Linked DNA regions of Callithrix jacchus: region 1 is linked to region 2. The links are chromatin contacts, called in public Hi-C maps. All regions are on one chromosome and are shown on one strand. The core of a region is the stretch at or near the end of the contact, and the rest is flanking DNA. Distances in the headings are between cores, read along the strand shown. Region 1 overlaps ADAMTS17 (ADAM metallopeptidase with thrombospondin type 1 motif 17). Region 2 holds the start of ADAMTS17 (ADAM metallopeptidase with thrombospondin type 1 motif 17).

The links. Hi-C and Micro-C count contacts between places; a contact is called where the count stands out from the background.
Region 1: a Hi-C map of skeletal muscle shows a contact between it and region 2, with 2.5 times the contacts expected there. The contact joins the enhancer-like site here to the promoter of ADAMTS17 in region 2. A contact is called at or near these places in 2 of 3 Hi-C or Micro-C datasets (induced pluripotent stem cells and skeletal muscle).

Annotation. Positions count from the first base shown.
Region 1 is chr6:9,687,820-9,694,156 of calJac240_pri, reverse strand. The region is part of intron 7 of ADAMTS17 (ADAM metallopeptidase with thrombospondin type 1 motif 17); the gene reads right to left. Among named protein-coding and RNA genes, the nearest start is that of ADAMTS17, 120 kb to the right of the region's middle. Within about 2 kb of position 1,951, at least 1 of the 16 cell types and tissues checked has an H3K27ac peak or open chromatin away from gene starts, as enhancers often do. A contact at or near this core is called in skeletal muscle, where this site is marked.
Region 2 is chr6:9,569,306-9,576,306 of calJac240_pri, reverse strand. It overlaps ADAMTS17 (ADAM metallopeptidase with thrombospondin type 1 motif 17), which reads right to left and starts at 2,966. Exons shown (of 22, transcript XM_078375967.1): 1 at 2,813-2,966; 2 at 2,039-2,409. The coding sequence starts at 2,891.

The DNA of each region.
Region 1 (6,337 bases), core at 702-3,201, 120 kb before region 2:
CTTTTGCTGGTCACCACTTAACAGTACTGCTGACCTGGCCATGCTCTACTCTTCCCCACAGTGGAAATCACAGAATGTTCTAGGTCCATGTATCCAGCCCATCGTCCACGTATCCAGCCCACTGTCCATGTAGGGGGCTGAAATAGTTTCTTCATGGCACCTGTACGATGTTCCTTAGCTGGTCACCCCAGTTCCACAGGTGCATAAGCAATACGGCAGACTTCCTCTGAGACAGTCCTCGATCACTATGCGAACAAGGTCACCATGAAGAAGTGAAGCTTTGCTGTCATCACAGGTTCATTACTGCCCTGCAGAGACAACTCTCTCTTAGGAGGAAAGAACTGCTCCTTGTGCTCTATTGTCCCATAAATCTTTCACACCTTCGCTTGGTATCATGAATTAAAAACTAATGCAGAATCTCCCATCCAAAAGCATAACCACCTAAGAATGCGGACTGCTATTTCCTGACCCCTGCACTGTGCCCGGCAGGCTCTGGCTACAGCCAAAGGGAGCCCTCATGCCTCTGTTTGGAATGTGGTGGCAATTCTAAGTCAGACAGATGGGCAAAGCCAGCAATCAGACCAGAAGTTGGTGAAGCAAACTTCCCAAAGTGAAGCAAGATGTGGATGTGGAAGATCAGCTGTTCGTGAGACGAGGTGCTGATCTTCCTGGACTGTTTGTTAGATTTCATGTCTGGATCTCGTCTGGAAAGTCTACCAAATGGATGAGAGCCCAAATGTCTGGCATTCCTCTGATAACTCCAGCCCAGTAACTGTCCTGTTGTCACGGCAGAAGGAGCCTTGCTGCTAGCCTTGACTTCAGCATGACTGATTCTCCTTTAGCACCTGACTTATGCACCACAGACCACTTCACATGGAGTCTTTACACAGCCAGCAGAGAACTTGACAGCCCCTGAGACACCTGCCCTTGTCACTGCTGGCCTTGGGTAGCAAGTTGGCCTTCTGGCTGATACTTTGGGAAGTCTAGGGCTGGCCTGGCATAAATGACCCAGTCAGCAGACCCCAAGGGCCCTTCTTGGTCCCTCCCCAGGGGTAAGGATGATCCAAAAGACCCCTGGGCTGCTCTATGGGTGAGGGCAGACGGGCATCTGCAAAAGGAGCTGCTAGTGTGTTTCCCTCCTGCTCGAAGACACAGGTAACGAAACAGCCAGCTGCTGGCAGGATGGCTGGCAAGCCCCCAAGACTCCATTCGCCTGAGGGTGAATAACTCAAACTTAAGAGTCTGGGTGTTGCTGACTCTCCCCAGGAGAACCTAGAGCAGAGCTGACCTGGAAGTCACTGTTCCTAGCATATCCTCAGCTCCCTTGGCCATTCTTGGGAATATAAGCCACAGGGAGAGTTCTCTTTGTGCCAGCAGATTCTGAGTGAGGGGAGAAGGGCAGGCTCTGGACTGGTGTCTGCATTTAAGTCCCCCTCTGCCACCTCCCAGCTGGGCGACTACGGCTCTGGTTTAATCTCTCCAAGCCTCGTGCCCCTTTTGTAAGACGAGATGAACACCTACCTCATGGATTTGAGGATTAAATGAATGAGAGTGAAGCACTTTTCAGAGTAAACTCTGAACAAATATTATCTAACACTGCAATTAGTTTGACCAAGTCCAAATCTTTTCTTAAAGCTTAATGAAAGTATTTACCCACCCAAAAACTCTGAGCCAAAAGGCATAGCACAATGTCACAATTATCGGCAGCTCTGGTTGCCAGTGTAGAGGCAGTGAACCTCCAAATGCTTTTATTAGCATGACATTTGGAAAGCTGAAGAAGGAACAGCAAACAGCTGGGGGCTGGGAAAACACCACCTTGACCGACACCGGAGGCCTCTCGTTCTCTCTGCGCTGGGGGCCAGACAAGGTCGGTCACAAGAATATACCAGCAAATTGCATCTGGAACCTCATCGTGCCTCCTTACCCATGCGCTCCTCGCCTGACTCAATTTCACCCTGGATTTTGCATTGACTCCCTTTAAAAACAAGCTCACAGAACCCCTTTTCCCAATGCTGACACCTGCCCCAACCACTGCCTGCAATCTACTGAGCTACCAGGGTGCTTTATCCAGAGGCCTATGGTGCCCACCTCGGCTAGGTCCTGACGTTCCAGGCCTACTTGACAACTCATCCCTGCTCATCAAGGGGAAAGAGAACTCTTTATAAAACTTCTTCAGATTTGAGATAGGTGAATTCATAAAAATTAAATGACAATATTTTACTAAGATTAGATTTGAATCACACATTGAATGCAGTTCTTGGAAACATCACATGTTCTGTTTTCTGAGGTCAGGGTGCCTTTCTCCTCCAGACTTCCTATGCATTTGATCGAACACAAGTCTAAAAGTAATAAAATTAGTTTCAAGAGGAAGAGTTGAGATTAAATGTGTAACTGGACAAAGGGAAACGGGACATGAGTTTGTATCTCAGCAACATCTTTCTGATAGGGAAAAAGAAACAGGATGCTTCGTGTTCCGCAGGATAAAGTATCTGTTTCCCACCAAAATGTCACTGGGACAAGGCAGGGAAGGAACAGTCTTTCATAACTGGTACTAGGACCACTGGATATCCAGAGGCAAGAAAAGGAATTTAGACGCACAGTTCACATCCTACACAAAAATTAACTCAGAGTGGATCACAGACGTAAACGTAAGAGCTGAAAATACAAAACCTTAGAAGCACTTTGGGAGGCCAAGGCGGGCAGATCCCCTTTGGTCAGGAGGTTGAGACCAGCCTGGCCAACATGGTGAAATCCCGACTCTACTAAAAATACAAAAAATTTGCTGGCTGTGATGGCAGGGGCCTATAATCACAGCTACTTGGGAGGCTGAGGCAGGAGAATCACTTAAATCCAGGAGGCAAAGGCTGCAGTGAGCCGAGATCATGCCATTGCACTCCAACCTGGGTGACAGAGCAAGACTCTGTCTAAAAGAAAAAAACAAAAACAAGAGCCCCAGGCAAGATGGCCAAATAGGAACAGCTCCAGTGCACGGCTCCCAGTGAGAGCCACGCAGAAGGTGGGAGATTCCCACATTTCCAACTGAGGTACCTGGTTCACCTCATTGGGCCTGGTTGGACAGTGAGAGCAGCCCAAGGAGGGCGAGCCAAAAGCGGGTGGGGCACTGCCTCACCGGGGAAGAGCAAGGGGCCGAGGAACTCCCGCTCCTAGCCAAAGGAAGCCATTAGGGACTGTTTCCTGCACTCCCACCCAGAAACGGAGCTTTTCTCATGGTCTTCACAGCCCGCAGACCAGGAGATGCCCTCCAGTACCTACACAACCACCAGAGCCCTGGGTTCCAGCACAAAACCAGATGGCCATTAGGGCAGAAAACGAGCTGGCTGCGTTTTTTTTTCATACCCAGTGGCACCTGGAACGCCAGCAAGACAGCACCGTTCACTCCCCTGGAAAGCGGACTGAAGCTGGGGAGCCAAGTGATCTGGCTTGGTGGGCCCCACCCTCACTGAGCCCAGCACTGAGATGCACTGGCTTGAAATTCTCACAGGCAGCACAGCAGTGTGGGCTTGACCTGAGTCATTCAAGCTCAGTGGCAGGAGGGGTCTCTGCCATTGCTGAGGCTCGAGTAGGTGGTTTCAACCTCACAGTGTAAGCAAAGTTGCCAGGAAATCAGAACTGGGCAAAGCCCAACACAGCTGAGCAGCTGCAGGCACTGTCTCACTAGATGTGCTTGCAGGGCAGGGCATCTCTGAAAAAAGGTAGCAGCCCATCAGGGACTTCTAAATAAAGCCCCCAACTTCCTGGGACAGAACACCTGGGAAAAGGGGTGGTAGTAGATACAGCTTCAGCAGACCTAAACATCCCTGCCTGGCAGCTCTGAAGAGAGCAGTGGATTTCCCAATACAGCGTGTGAACTCTGATAAGCGACAGACTGCCTCCTGAAGTGGCTCCCTGATCCCTGTGTATCTTGACTGGGAGACACCTCCCAGTAGGGGCAACAGACACCTCATACAGGAAGGCTATGGCTGGCATCCGGCCAGTACCCCTCTAGGATGAAGCTACTAGAGGAAAGAACAGGCAGCAATCTTTGCTGTTCTGCAGCCTATGCTGGTGATTCCCAGGCAAGCAGGGTCTGGAGTGGACCTCCAGCAAACTCTCGCAGACCTTCAGCAGAGAGGCCTGACTGTTTCAAGAAAAACTAACAGAAAGAAATAGTTTCAACATCAACAAAAAGTACGTCCATTCAGAGACCCCATCCAAAGGTCACTGACCTTAAAGACAAAAGGAACTTTGGGAGGCCGAGGCAGGTGGATCACGAGGTCAAGAGATCGAGACCATCCTGGTCAACATGGTGAAACCCCGTCTCTACTAAAAATATGAATTAGCTGGGCATGGTGGCACGTGCCTGTAATCCCAGCTACTCAGGAGGCTGAGGCAGGAGAATTGCCTGAACCCAGGAGGCAGAGGCTGCAGTGAGCTGAGATTGCACCATTGCACTCCAGCCTGGGTAACAAGAGCAAAACTCTGTCTCAAAAAAAAAAAAAAGACCAAAGGAAGACAAATCCACAAAGATAGAAAGAAACTGGAACAAAAAGGCTGAAAATTCCAAAAACCAGAAGGCCTCTTCTCCTTTAAGGAATCACAGCTCCTCACCAGCAAGGGCACAAAACTGGATGGAGAATGAGTTTGAGGAATTGACAGAAGCAAGCTTCAGAAGGTGGGTAATAACAAACTTCTCGAAGCTAAAGGAGCATGGAAGTTAGAACCTTGATAAAAGGTTAGACAAAATACTAACTAGAATAACCACCTTAGAGAACATCACGAATGAACTGATCAAGATGAGAAACACAGCACAAGAACTTTGTGAAGCATATACAAGTTTTGAAAGCTGAATTGATCAAGCGGAAGAAAAGACAAGCTTAGAGACAAAAGGGTGAAAAGAAATGAACAAAGCCTTCAAGAAGTATAGGATTATGTGAAAAGACCAAATCTACATTTGACTTAAGTACCTGAAAGTGAAGAAGAGAATGAAACCAAGTTGGAAAACACTCTTCAGGATATCATCCAGGAGAACTTCCCCAACCTAGCAAGGCAGGCCAACATTCAAATTCAGGAAATACAAAGAACACCACTGATACTCCTCAAGAAGAGCAACCCCAAGGCACATAATCGTCAGATTCACCAAGGTCAAAATGAAGGAAAAAAATGCTAAGGGCAGCTGGAGAGAAAGGTCGGATTATCCACCAAGGGAAGCCCATCAGACTAACAGAATCTCTTTCTGCAGAAACTCTACAAGCCAGAAGAGAGTAAGGGCCAATATTCAACACTCTTAAAGAATTTTCAACCCAGAATTTCATATCCAGCCAAACTAAGCTTCATAAGCAAAGGAGAAATAAAATCCTTTACAGACAAGCAAATGCTGAGGGAATGTGTCACCACCAGGCTTGCCCTACAAGAGCTCCTGAAGGAAGCACTAAACATGGAAAGGAACAACCAGTACCAGCCACTGCAAAAACATACCAAATTGTAAAGACCACTGACACTATGAAGAAACGGCATCAACTAATGGGCAAAATAACCAGCTAACATCATAACGGCAGGATCAAATTCACACATAACAATATTAACCTTAAACATAAATGGGCTAAACACCCCAATTAAAAGACACAGACTGGCAAACAGGATCAAGAGTTAAGACCCATCAGTGTGCTGTATTCAGGAGAACCACTTCACATGCAAAGACACACATAGGCTCAAAATAAACGAATGGAGGAAGATTTGTCAAGTAAATGGAGAGCAAAAAAAAAAAAAAGCAGGGTTGCAATCATAGTCTCTGATAAAACAGACTTTAAACCAACAAAGATCAAAAGAGAAACAGAAGGGCATTACATGATGGTAAAGGGATCAATGCAACAAGAGGTAACTACTCTAAATACCTATGTACCCAATGCAGGAGCATCCAGATTAATAAAGCAAGTTCTTAGAGACCTACAAAGAGACTGAGACTCCCGACACAATTATAATGGGAGATTTTAACACCCCACTGTCAATATTAGGCAGATTAATGAAACAGAAAAAATAACAAGAATATACAGGACTTGAACTCAGCTCTGGATCAAGTGCATCTAATAGACATCTACAGAACTCTTGACCCCAGATCAACAGAATATACATTCTCCTCAGCACCACATCATACCTATTCTAAAATTGACCACAAAATTGGAAGTAAACCACTCCTCAGCAAATACACAAGAACAGAAATCATAATAAACAGTCTCTCAGACCACAGCATAATCTAATTAGAACTCAGGATTAAGAAACTCACTCAAAACCACACAACTACATGGAAACTGAACAACTTGTTCCTGAATGACTACTAGAT
Region 2 (7,001 bases), core at 1,717-4,216:
ACAGAGCTTCACCACGGCCGAGAGACACACAGCATCCCCGGCCGCCTGAACTGAGAACCCAAGCCAAAGCTAGTCTGTGATGCAAACGTGATTGGCCCAAATTCCTGCTGCTTTCCTTTCTTTACGCTTTCAGGACCACCTTGTAACCAAGGGGTCCACCTCCAAGTCACCCCATTGTCTCTTCCCTCCTGCCTTCAACACGTACTGAGGGGCAAGTGTCCAACGTCCAGCTCACACGAACGGGATGAACACAGCGGACTAAACAGGAATTCCAACTAAAGCAGGAATTTAAAAGCCAAAGTCTTAGAGGTACACCCACCACTGGCACACACTGAACTCAGCCTGTTGGCCGGGTTCCTTTATGTAAAGCACAGCACCCTCACATGGTGCTGAAGGGAAGGACAGTCTTGCTGAGAAGCTGGCTGAGATGCCATCTATGAGAGGGCCCAGCCCTCACTCTGCGAGGATTTTAAATCAATGTTATCCAGATTTTCACCCTCGGCTCCTTCACAGATAGCTCCTTGCTGGAAACTTTACACCAAGAAGTATAAACTCTGACCTCTACAGAAACTCACTAAACCGCAGCAAATGGGATTCAGATGTTTCCATGTACAGTACAATGATGTGACCTAGACTTTAAACACTTTGGCAAAAACAGGAAAAATGATGTGGGCCTTCCAGTCCCTCCCAGAACATGATACAGCCTTGACCCAAGCCCTACAGTGATCTGAGCCTTTCTCACTCCCACTCCAGCCTCCCAGCCCTTGGTCAGCATTCCCTCCTACCAGGCCCCCTCCAAGATCTATATATCACTTTCCTTGTTTCACCAAAGCTGCCTATTTTCCCAGCTGAGCAAAACCAGATCATACCCTAATCAGAACTCAGAACATTCTTGAAAGGAAAGCCAGGCTGATCTAGGAAACCACCCAGAGTTACCCGCAGCACTGGGAAGAAAGGAGAGGTCTTACATAAGACTTTATACCCCCAGGCCTTCTGGCTCCCTGGATTCTCGGGGTCTTGCCACAGACCCTGCGGGTAAAGGCTGAGGAATTCTAGCTAGTGGCATAAGAAAAGGTGGAGAGAGCAGTTTCCTGTGCCCGGGAAGGACAGACACAAACTAATATCAGAAACTGCCTCTCCAGAGGCCAGTCATGACAGAAGACAGAGGAAAAAAACCCTCCATTTCATGCTCTGGGTCCATACCAAGCTTTGCTGGGGGCAGGCGATCTGCCGACAACGTGTGCTGCCTTCGGGGCACGGAGCTGAGTGCGTATGGACACCAGTGTAGCCACATGATCAAGTGTGTGCACAGGCAGGGCAAGTGCACACAAGAACTCGCTTGCCCCCAAGAGCACCTGTCACAGGTGCCTCAAATGCCACAGGGCAGGGATTTGGGGACACGGAGAAGTTACTGCCACAACAAGGGAGCTTCTGGGGACAGGAATAGAGCTTATCACCAAGGTAACCATCCTTCAGGCCTGGTTGGGGGTGAGCACAAGATAAATGCCTTCTAATAGTATAAGCAAACAAGGACAAAAGCCCTTCCTCTCCTGTTTCTTACGTTTCGGTAAGAGCGGGGTTAGCGGTGGCCTGTGTGGGCACTTCTCCCAACTTCCTGTTCCAGGTACAGAAAGAACACTCAAACAGGAGAGAGGTGACTGCGCACTCCCCTACCTCCACGTCCAAAAACTCTCCGCACCGGCCAAGGCGCCTCTGTTCAGGACCCTGACAGTTTCATCCCTGCTAGATCCGCGCTCCCTTGTGCGGGCGGCGTAGACCCCACGCAGCCCCAGCTTCAGGCGTGTTCCACGGGCTACAGAGGCGCTGGATTCGGAGACTGCCCCTTCCACCCGCTTTGCCTATAGAGGGTCCTGAAGGTAGGGGTGGGGGATGGGGAGAGGTGGAAAGGCAGGGGCTTCTCTACGGTTCCCCTGGAGGCTGGACTTTCCGCAGAGGCGCCCCACCCCCACCCTCCACGGCGACGACCCTGCGCCGGGACAGACCCGACGGGCCGACGCGGAGGCGGCGCGGGCAGTACCAGGCCGCCGGCGGCGCCGCAGGCGCTGAGCGAGACGAGGGAGCCAGGGTGGCCGAGCACACTGCCCGAGTAGAAGCACAGCTCCGCGGGGCGGCCGCGCCGCCCGGCCGCGCCCGCCTCCTCCACCTCGAAGCCTCGGGACAGGAAGCGCAGGTCGCGGCGCAGCTGCAGGTACAGGTCGCGCCCGAAGGCCGGCAGGTGCAGCAGCAGGGCGCGCTCTCCGGGCCGGGAGCGCGGGGCGGCGGGGGGCGTGCGGGGGCGCCGCCGCCGTCGGGGCCCGGGGGCTGCGGGCAGCGGCGGCAGGTGCACGTCGTCGGGGCGCACCCGCCGCGGGAGCACCACCTCCACGTCGGCCGCCGCGTCGCCGACAGCTGCGGGGAGAGAGGAGACGCGTCAGCGCCGCGGGGCCCGCCTTCCCGCCGGCCCTCCCGCCGGCCTCCCGCCGCGCCAGCGCCGGGACAGCACGACCCGGAGCGGGCGCTGCCTTCCCTTCCCTCGCCCGGCACCTCCGCGCAGGCCCGCGCCACCCGGGGAGGGTCCCCGGAGCAGCAGCCCGAGCACCTCCCGGGACGGCGCCGCGCCTCGGCCAGCGGAGACCCGGCGGCGGCGGCGCGCCTACCACGGAACCACCCGAGTCCCGTCCTGTGGCTGCGGCCCGAGCCTCCTCAGCCCGGGCGCGGTCAGCGGTCCCGGGGCCGCCAGGACGCCGCACGAGCGCAGAGGGGAGGCAGCTGCTGGACGCGGGGGCGAAGGCGGCCGTGGGAGGGGCGCTACCTGTGCCCGGGTCCAGTCCCCAAACCAGCAGCAGCAGCACCGGCAGGACGAGCGGAGGCAGCAGGGCGCCGTCACACATGGTACCCGGGACCGGCAGCCCCCCGGGCCGTGACGGCGGAGCAGGAGCGCGCGAGGCGGCGGCGCCAAGCGGAGTGAAACCCTCCAGCCTTTGGAAAAAGTAATTAGCGCTGCGGACAAACCCAACGTGGTAAACCTCAAGCCCCGCCTTTCCCTCGGAAGGCGGGAGGTGATTGGGCCCTCGCTTTCCTCTGCCCCGCCTCCTCCTTCCCTATTGGTCAGAATGGGTGGAAACCGCAGTGCGTAGTTAGGTTGTAAGCACTTTCTTACACGTGGTTTCTGGGCAGTGGCGGGGACGCGGCACCAGGTGGCGCGCGGAAGCCGACCGGAGCTCTGCGGCCCTGGAGGAGCCGGAGGCCGCGGGGCTGGTCTTCAGAGCTTGTCCTCATTTTGAAAATCTCTCAGCCTGCTGCCCAGTTTCCCGGGAAGACAGGCCGGAAATCGCCCCGGCCAAGCGGTTTCATCCCAAAATACATATACTATTTACTTCTAAGGTCAGGTTTTAGTTGTTTGTGGCTGGAAAGACTACCAGTCCACTTTCCTGCACACCTGAGCTTGCACCTGATGGCTATATCCGCGGCGTTTAGCCAAACCCCTCACACCTGCTGTCGTCTTCAATCTCACAGGAGCCAGTGCAACAGGCATGCTCACACCCCCTTAGAGATTGAAAAACTGAGGAAGAGAGAGCTTAAGGAAAAAACGCCTAAGGTACCCAGAGAGTTCCTGTTGCAGTGAAGGCCAAAATTTGTGGTCCTGAGTTCTGACTTGGTGCTTCTCACTAACAGCAGCATCCCCGCGCCCCGAGGGAGGCAGGACTCAGTGTTAGGGTTAGGAAAACAGGGCACAAAGCCCCAAAGCCTGGACTTGAATGTGAGTCTCCCAGAAACAAAATGAGTTGATCCTTTCCTGCCAGAACATAACAGATCTGCAGGGAAGGTGACTCCTTTAGCTTGCTGAGTAGCATCTTGTAGGAAACAAAATGAAACAATTAGCTGAAGTGTAACCATAACTGATCTCAGGTTTCCCCTCCCTTCCCTGTCCTGCTCTTCTCCGTTTTCTCAAAGCAGAAATAGTTCCCCACTGGATGCTGATTGAAGCCTCAGAATCTAAATTAATCCCAGGATTACATATCATCTGAAGATATGTAGACGTAGAACACTGTCCAGCTTCCCCGAAATATAATGAACCCCAAGGGCAAACGGTGGCCCTCCACAGAGGCTTGCTACTCACTGCTTGGCACCTGCAATTCTGGGGCATCTGCACAGCTCCTGCTCTTGGGCAAGCCTGGGGATTTGTTTCTCCCCCTTGCCCTTGTCCAGGCCAACAGCTTCAGACAACTGACAGCTCAGCAGCATTTTCTGGCAGCACAAGAGATGCTGGTGATTGCGGTGATGGATATTCCATTTACCCCGACGAGATTATTATGCATTGTATGGCCATATCAAAAATTTTCATGTACATAAATTTCCTAAACATATACACCTGTACCTATTATCTATTCAAAAAATATTACTTTAATTTTTAAAAAGATAACACAGTAAGCTTCTTAGTGAATCTTTTTGTCAAAAAGAGGTATCTCCAAGGCCTGCCACAGAAAACCATGGAATCTGGGCAACACCACCTCACAAGGACAAGTCAGCCTGAAGTAGTCATCACCAATCTATCGGATGATGCTTAAATGCTAAAATTAGTCCATAGGGACATGAAAACGAAAACAGCAAGGTACTATTTTATTTCTCGACTAACCAAAATTAAAGAGCTTAGAAAAATCAAGAATTAGGACACTCTCCTGTCCGTGAGTGGTAGTAAAAATTGGCATGGCCACTTTGAGGAACAACAGGGCAAATTGTAAAACTAAAGATTTCGTTTTGATAAAACTGAAAACAAGCACATTCTACAAGTCTGTAATTCCACGCTGGTTAATTACTCCAGAAAAACTCTGGCACGTGTACAAGAATGTTTGTTCACCAGGGCAACTTATTAAGAGCAAAAATTGCAAAAACCTGAATGTTCATCATTACATAAACGGCTACTTGAACACCATTAATTAAAAGAAATACAAAAATCTCATAGATGTAACAACATGGACAGATCTCCAAGATCAGTCACCATATTTTTTTAAAAATCAGATTGAAGAATGATGCACACAAAAGGATAACATGTATATAAACACACACACGTGACATACTCTGTATGGATTCAGATAAATGTACATAAAATCAAAGAGAAAAGTCTGGAAAAATACACACCAAATTTCATTAAGGTTTATTGTTCTTTTTATAAGAAATTGCATGTTGAGGATACTACTAAAGGAAAATAAAAACCTGGGACCCCAGCTGAGCACGGTGGCTCACGCCTGTAAGCCCAGCATTTTGGGAGGCCGAAGCAGGCAGATCACAAGGTCAAGAGTTCAAGACCAGCCTGGCCAACATGGTGAAACCCTGTCTCTACTAAAAATACAAAAATTAGCCGGGCGTGGTGGCACACGCCTGCAATCCCATCTACTCAAGAACTGAGGCAGGAGAATCACTTGAACCCAGAAGGTGAAGGTTGCAATGAGCCGAAATTACACCACTGCACTCCAGCCTGGACAACAAGAGCAAAATTCTGTCCCAAAAAAAACAAAACAAATGAAAAAAAATCCTGGGACCCCAATTCACCCTGCCAAAAGAAAAAATTAAACTGAAAGCTGAGTCATGCGGTAACCTGCCTTTCCTTTAGTTCCTAAGCACATACCTACAGATAAAAAGGTTAAACATCTCCACAGGTAGCTGGGAGAGTACGAGGGAGAAGGAAGAACTGAGAAGTGATGAAGGCAGGATGGTGTTTGGTGACTACGTGCTGCTCCTGTGCCTGGATTGGATTCCAGCACCAGGGGCCGGCGCCTACTGCTGCACTATTAAAGACACTGTCACAGTTGTCATGGTTGACTCAATCTACCAAAGTGGTGCCCCCTTGTCCAGGGCCCAGTTTTCATTGCCACACCAGCAACTTCCACACCTGTTGCATGGAATCCTCACCTCTGCCCCCTGCCATCTGATCTCCTGCCAGGGCCTCTTTTGGCAGAAGCTAGCAGGAAGCCTAGGAAAATGTAAGGCAGTCCGAGAATGAAGGTTGCAGACTTTGAGCTTCAGTGAAAGGCAGAACCTGGAAGTGGGAATGTGGGGCTGGGAGACAGAGCCGCTAAAGGTCTTAATCTGGCCACTAGGAATCTGAATTCCCTTGGCCCTTCATCCTTGTGTTCACTAGTCATAGTAAAAGTTTAAGCGTCCATGCCTTCAACTTTCTCTTTCATAGCATTTCCTCCACAATACTACGCACTGCCTTCCTCTACCCAAGTCCCAACCCTCCTCCGAGATGTCTATAACCACCTGCAGGGGTCTGTCCTGCAAACCCCAACTCCACAATGGATAAATGAAATACACTCACACATGCAGTAAAGAGCACACGTGGGTTAGGGAGGTCGTCAGCTGCTCTCAGAGGGCGATTGCAGCTAACCGACCCCTCACTAGCTATCCTTCCTCACATGTATTCAGTATAGAATTAATGACGGAGGTTCTAAGTTAACATGCTTGTGGATAATTAACATGGTTAAAAGAGTGGTTTTATGAATGATAAAAGGTTTTGGTTCCCAGGCCCAGAACAAACACCATTAACAGGTAATCCCCCTTCGACCTCCCCCTGAGAGGACCATCCAACACAAAGTTTACATCAGTAAACAAGTAAAATAGAGACAAAGGGATGTGGGTAAACAGACTTAACTGCAGAAGCTTCTATTTTCCCAAATCTTCACCCTATGACCTAATGCTCTAAGGTAAGAACAGGCTGCCTTCATCCTGTCCCATTAAAACCTTTCGGCCTTCCAGGTTTGAGACTATAATCTTACAACTCTCCCTAGTATTTCCCTTAATATTTTGCCAACCACACTGAGTGAATCCCAACACTCCTCAGTCTTGAGACCTGCCCACTCTGCACTTAGGAGCTGCTGCCCCATAGCCTAGATCTTCTGCCTCTTCTCTGAGCATTTTGTACTTATGAAAGGAATTCCTTTGAAACTATAAGGTGGCAACAAACTTCTACATTTCTCAGCCTCTTTTTTCCCCTAATGATG